Linked DNA regions of Macaca mulatta: region 2 is linked to region 1. The links are chromatin contacts, called in public Hi-C maps. All regions are on one chromosome and are shown on one strand. The core of a region is the stretch at or near the end of the contact, and the rest is flanking DNA. Distances in the headings are between cores, read along the strand shown. Region 1 holds the start of DNAJA2 (DnaJ heat shock protein family (Hsp40) member A2). Region 2 holds the start of NETO2 (neuropilin and tolloid like 2).

Region 1 (3,240 bases), core at 432-2,931:
AGGTTATAACTAAACACCAGTTTAAAGTTTTGTAATAACTTAACATCCACTTTTCTGAAAAGTAATGTTCTAGAGTTATAACCTTCCAAAAATATTTTCTATTCGTATTCTTTGGCACTTCCTCACGATACTGTTTACTAATGTAATATAACCAAGTAGACTGTAGCTATACTTGAAAATAATTACAGTGACGTGAAAACTAGATAAAACAATGAAGCAATACCATAGGGAAAACGTTCAAACATTATCCATATTTTCCCTATCGTCAAGTGTCTGATGGCCAAGTAACCAGACCAAGACCACTCTAATAAATTCGAGATAAATGACTGTCAAGCTTTACGGACTGCAAAACATTACTATAAATCAAGCTAAAGTCACAATTCCTGCTCCCGATGGCTCATGCCTTCCTTCTAACTGTAACATCATGAAAAAGTCAAGGTGGTCCCAGGTAGTGTCTTTAGGTGTTTTATTTGCACGTGGTGGTTAACTGGGGTCGTGGTGGCAACTTCGGTGGTAATGAAGTTGCACACTCTCAACGAGGTGTTTGGGTCATACAGCACTTAAATCTTCATTCACGGAGGCTCGTGAATTATATAATACAGACTAGCATTTCCGGTAAGGTAACAGGAAGTCCACTGCACTCTTCTCACTGCCTAAGGAGCATTCTCATTTTTCTCGGCTTACAAATCCGGATGCTCTTAGCCCGGTGAGGATGCTGTGGGGCTTAAACGCCTCGTGTGCTTTGAAATCCTGAGATGAAAGATATCGCAGCATTGCAAACAGCGATAATAAGGCCTTCTATTCATGTTTATTGAACACTCAGGCGTTTGGCTGGGACCACGGCTTATTCCTAAGCAGGTACAGGACATTAGCATTACCTGACCACAGAACAATGCATCCAAACACAGACCCACGCTACCTCCGGGTCAATGGGCGAGGGAGGAAGAGAGGGAGGAGCTCCCGCAGCCCGCAGCCGGGGATCCCAGGAAACAACCCCATCTGCCCGAGGCGCTCTGTGGGGGCGGCCTCGACCTCCCCGCCGTTTTTCCCCGCGGAGCACCAGACCCGGGGCCGACGGCCGCGGGGTGGACAGCTTCTCTCCCGGGGCCGGGATGCGCTGAGCACCTCGGTCCAACCTGTTTTTCCGGGGTGGTGACCTCGACGCGGAGAGCCGGGCGAGCTGCTGCCTCCTGGGGGAGACCGGCCACCGGCGCTCGCCCGAGGAGGGAGGAAGGGCTACCGTCGTGTTTGCGCAGGAGTGAGTTTTATTTGCTGCATCTGCGGGCGGGCGGGGCCGGCGGCCCAAGGTCAGCCGAGGCCGGAGGGCGCGGCTCGCCGCGAGGCCGGTCCCGCCGCTGCCGCCGCCGATCCCCAGCCCGGGCCCGTCACGGCCGGCGCCGGCTCGCGGGCCGCCCAGTAGCGCGGCCTGGCTGAAGAAGACATCCCCGGCCGCGCAGGCCCCGCGCCCCTCACACCCGCCCGCCCGGCCCGCTCCCGGATACCTTCTTCAGCTCGTTCTCGCTGGCGCCGGGCGGGACGCCCAGGATGTCGTACAGCTTCGTGTCAGCCACGTTAGCCATGGCGGCCGGCCGGGCAGTGCTCAGGAAGAAGGTGGCGGAGCAGACAGAGAGGAGCCGGGCCCACAAGCGGCGTCGGCAGCGGATCAGGCCGAGGGAGACAGCGAGGGGGAAGCGGGGGCGGGGCTGAACTTTGACCGGGCGCACGGTGCGCCGTGACGTCGCAGTGCGGAGCCCGCCCCCGAGCGCCCGAGGCGCGGCCACTGGGTCGGGGTGGTGAAGAGTGTGGCTGGTTCTCTGATCTCCTCTGGGTCCAGGCTGCTGTGCTGGGCCGACGTAGGAAATGAACTCTACACGGCGCACCCCAGGAATTCAGCTTCCTCTCAAAGGCCATGGTTGCGACGTCGCGTGTTTAACCTCGCACTGGGTACTGAGGGGATTAACAGGCCTACGCGGCAGCTTCGTTAGCTTCGAGTCGGTCGGGAAAGGAAGTGGGCCCCGGCTCCTGCAGGAGGCCAGCCTGGCGCGCAGAAATCGTTCTCAGAATCCAGGACGTCGGTGGACCCTCTGGGTCTGGCTCCCTCGGGGCTTACGATGAAAAAAAGTGGGGAGCGTGTGTGTGTGTATGTTGTGTTTTATGTTATGGGAATAATGAAACATTCAACAAAAGCAGTCTATTACACCCCGTAGTGCAGTTAGCTACATTTTACCAATTTTGTTTCATTCGCTCCCCTATACATCTCTAGTGTTTTCAGGGAAACCGTTTCATTCATAAATACCCTGAGTGTATATATTTAAGACAACTTTTAAAAGCATGACGACGTAATCTCATCTAATGAAATTAACAATTCCTTAATCTAATTCCCAGTCTATATTTAGGTTTTTCAAATGATCGCATGGCCTTTTACAATTGGTTTGTGGCATTCCAGTCCAAACCAAGGTCCACGTGTTGCTTCTGGACCACGTGTTTAAGCCTCTTGATAGCTTTAAAATTAGCTAATACCAGAGGTTTAGATGGTGTAAGGCAACTCTGGCCACCAGGTGACTTGATTTACATTCGTTTTAGTTTCGCTCAGAAAGTGAATGCTGTGCATCTACCACGTGCTATGATGTACAGAGGCCTGGTCCGGAGAGAGGAGTGTTACAAAAGTGCCTGCCTTCAACCCATTTACGGTTTACGGAGACAGAAAAGTAAGATTTTATGATCCCTTGGAACCTGAACTGATAGCAAAGACTTCAGTATAAGCATCTTACTCAGGATAATGTTTCTTCCTTGGTGTTCCCCTTGACCTAGTTGTGGAGGGCCTGAATGCCATGACAAGGTCTCTGAAATTTAGCCCGAAAACCCTAAGAGTAATCAGTGATAAGTCATTGATAGTCCTTAAACCCTTTTCCTCAAATCCCATCTGAAATCCTGCTGCCTCTGTGAAGTCTTCCTTGACTGGACACTGGTGAACACTGCTGTCTCATTCGAGTTCCCACCACCCTTCGTTTGTACCTTTTGTGGTACAAAAAATGTGCAACAATGTGGTAGGATCCCGAACTCTTTTTTTTTTTTTTTTTTTTGAGACAGTGTCGTTCTGTCCCTCAGGCTGGAGTGCAGTGGCGCAATCTCAGCTCACTGCAACCTCCACCTCTCGGGTTCAAGTGATTCTCCCACCTTAGCGTCTCGAGTAGCTGGGATTACAAGCGCCCATCACCATGCCTGGCTAATTTTTGTATT
Region 2 (3,240 bases), core at 322-2,821, 160 kb after region 1:
TCTCTTCACCATTGGAGGAGGCTCTACCAGCCTCTACCCTATCCAGCTCGATTTTAGCAAGTTCTGCAGGTAAAGTGGTGTGACAGATCTACGCGATTTCATCCGGGGGCTGCTCTCGGATGCACGGTCAGTAACATGCTGACAACCTTACCGTAGTGAGAGCGCAATCCGACAACGGCAGAAAATTCAGATAAGCAGCACGATCAGAAATCCTAGCGTGCATACGATTTATCACGAAAGAGTAAAACAAAACATTCCTTTTTCAGGAATTAAATTACTGAATCTCAATTACGAATTCAGGAATAAGTGGAGAGTAGACAATGTGTCCGATTAAAATCAAAAGCAAAATTATACTGAACTTTCTAATAAAACAAATTTGAAAAAAGTGTTGTTAGGGAGCAGGAAAAACACCATGATCTGTCACTCTACAGATATTAAGATACAGTGCTGAGTTACACATGCCACCGTCAATAACGCCTCAGCTGTACTCTCCATAGTTTTAAAAAAGAACATGTCAAAAAAGAACATTACAAACATGTCAACTTTCAATTTAAATCAGCAGGGGGGAAAAGGGAAGTCCTTTACTGTGTGGTGGTGCTGTTTTCCCTCTGAAAATTGAAAAGACGATTTATTCAGTCCGAGTTTCAGGAGCAACTTTGTATCCCATCCCTAATTATCTATGTATATAAATTTTCATCTAAATTACCGCCTCCTGGAAAATGCAAAGCGGGTGGAGTGTGTTTTAGAGCTCTGTGCTCTTGGCAAGCCAACTGTTTTAATTCCCGGTACAACAAATTAATAAGAACCGAACACTAGCGGCGGGGAATTCTGAGACCTCTGGGGAACGCGAGGAGCACGGTTCCGGGGAGCGCCGTGTCCCGGGAAGCGCCCGGGCTCAGCCGGAGCAGCAGCGCTCCCCGGGGGCCTGGCCGAGCCGGGTCCGCGGCGCCCGCGCGCCGCCCCCGGAGCCCGCAGTGGTGCCGCAGCCTCCGCGGCCGCAGCAAGTGGGACCCGGCCGGCCCGGCAGGCCCCGTTCCCCGCCGCGAGGTGCAGGCGCCGCGGAGCTCTTCGAAAACGGCTGCACGACGTCACGGCCGCGGCTTTTATTGTTCGCGTGGAATTACTTCTTGCCATCACATCTGGAGAAAGAGAGGCCTTCGCTCCACGACAGGAATCTCACAACTTTGCAAACGGATGCGCGGAATTCTACCGAAGCGGCGCCAGGGCGCCGCTCGGAGGGCCCCCCTGGGCCCATGGGCCTCCTGGCCGCCTTCCCGACCCGATCCCCCTTCCCACTCGCGCCCGCGAACGTCGGCCGGACTCGCAAGGGTCGGAGGCGGCGCGCCCGGAGAGCCGGTGGAGCCGGGCAGGGCGCGCGCCCCGCGGTCCGCTCAGAGTAGCCGCGAGCACCGCCAGACAAAGAGGCGCGTCGGGTCCCGGGCGCGGGTAAGGGACGCAGGGCGGCGCGCTAGCCTCGGCCCGCAGGGGGCGCCGTCCGCGGCCCCAGCGCTGGTCCTTACCTTTGAGGACCGAGCAGAGCCGCTCCAGGGCCATGTTCCCGAGCTGCCCGGCGCTTCGCGAGGGGCTGAGGTGGCGGCGGTGGCGGCGGCGCGGCGCTCACGGCCCGGCGCGGCGGCGGTGGCCCCGCTCTGTCCCCATCGCCGGCCAGCAGCTGCCTCCCCGCGGGGTAGGGCTCAGGTCCTGCGGCCCGCCATGCCCGAGCCCCCCGGTGGGCTCCCGCGCGGCCCGAGCCCCCCGACGGGCGCCGCCTCCTGCTCCGCGTCGCCCCGTCCCATCGACCGCCCGAGGGCCGAGGGGTGAGGGCGCGCGGCGCGGGACTGGCTGGCAGCTCCGCCCGCGGCCCCGGTGCAGGATCCACTGAAGTGGCGTGCGCGGGGCGCCCAGGCTCATTTAAGCAGGGAGCGCGAGCGCCGCGTGCCGGCCGCGCTGCCTGTGCGCATGTGCCCGACCTGCCCCGCCCCGCGCCTCGCGCGCCCGCCGCGGCCTCGCGCCCTGGGACGGCTTTGCTCCCCGCCGGCTGCAGTTAGGGCTGGGGGCCGGCGGGCTGCGGGGTCCGTCGGGGGGGGGGGCGCGGGGGCGCCTCCCGCCGTGGCTGCGCAGCGGCCTCCTCCGAGAGGCTGGGCGCCGGGGCAGTGCCCGGCCTGTGCCCAGCCGCCCGCGCAGGGCGCCCGGGGCAACTGGCCGAGCCCTCGAGGCCTCTCGCCTGACGGAGGCGCCCGGGAAGCGCCGCCCACCTCGGCCCCGCGCCCTCGCCGGCCTGCGCGGTATCCGCCAGCCCTCGCAGACAGAGGGGCGCCGGCCCCTGGTCCCCTAGACCTCCATTGAAGGTCAAAACTTTGCTCGACCCGGGGCAGGGAGGCGCGGACCTCGGCAGAGGGAGCCCGAGGCTTTCCGTGCTCTTCGCGCCGGTGAGTTCCCGACCCGCGGCGCTGCCGGCGTTTCCCCGGCGCCCGCCAGGTTGACGGACACTTTAGTACCAACTCCTGAGACTCCCCCTCATGAAGTAGGTTTTAGGGAATGGGAAAGTCGAGGCCAGAGAGGTGAAACCATTCGTCCAGAGCCACACAGCGAATGAGCGGCGGGGCTGTGCACCCTCCCCACGGGCTGCCCTCTTAGCAGCTAGCCACTACGCTGGGCGGCTTCGCCCGCTGATGGGAGTCTCCAGGTCTGCCAAGAACTGCCTGGCTCTTGGTGGTATTCTTGATCCTGCTTTATTTTCTCCATAGCGATTATTACACTGATATGACATTCCTTACTTATTTGTTCATCCTTTGTATTTCCTTCACCCCCACACCATTAAGATATCAGCTGCTTGCAGGCGGGGAGACTGCATTCTTTTTTTTCACTCTACACATATGTATTGGGTGTTAATTATGTGCAAAAGACAATGATTGGTGCTGGAGATACAACCGTGATCAAGGCCTTACCATAATAGACTGTTTATGCCTGTCTCTGTGTGTAGTAGGAACTCTGTAAATGTTTGTTTAACCAATTGTAGCGAAAGACAATGTCAGGCAGCCGAAACATTTTTCAAGTATTAAGCTCTTTTCTCTTACTTTGTATTCCTCCAAGAAAGACACAAAAGCATAAATCACGAGATTTACAAAGGAAAAACATATTTAACACCAATTAATACCCAGGTGTTTCTCCCTTTGCCGTGTGCTATGGATGGGGGTATAAAAGATGGGTAAGTTTGGGTTCCTAAAGGTAACCACCTAC

Evidence for each region. Hi-C and Micro-C count contacts between places; a contact is called where the count stands out from the background.
Region 2: a Hi-C map of fetal cortex germinal zone shows a contact between it and region 1, with 2.2 times the contacts expected there. The contact joins the promoter of NETO2 here to the promoter of DNAJA2 in region 1. A contact is called at or near these places in 3 of 14 Hi-C or Micro-C datasets (cortical neurons, fetal cortex germinal zone and fetal cortical plate).

Annotation. Positions count from the first base shown.
Region 1 is chr20:42,420,775-42,424,014 of T2T-MMU8v2.0, forward strand. It overlaps DNAJA2 (DnaJ heat shock protein family (Hsp40) member A2), which reads right to left and starts at 1,682. Exons shown (of 9, transcript XM_015126080.3): 1 at 1,503-1,682. The coding sequence starts at 1,580.
Region 2 is chr20:42,584,776-42,588,015 of T2T-MMU8v2.0, forward strand. It overlaps NETO2 (neuropilin and tolloid like 2), which reads right to left and starts at 1,572. Exons shown (of 9, transcript NM_001266059.1): 1 at 1,521-1,572. The coding sequence starts at 1,554. LOC106995002 reads left to right here and starts at 1,832. Exons shown (of 4, transcript XM_077987197.1): 1 at 1,832-2,429. The coding sequence starts at 1,960. The coding sequence ends at 2,346.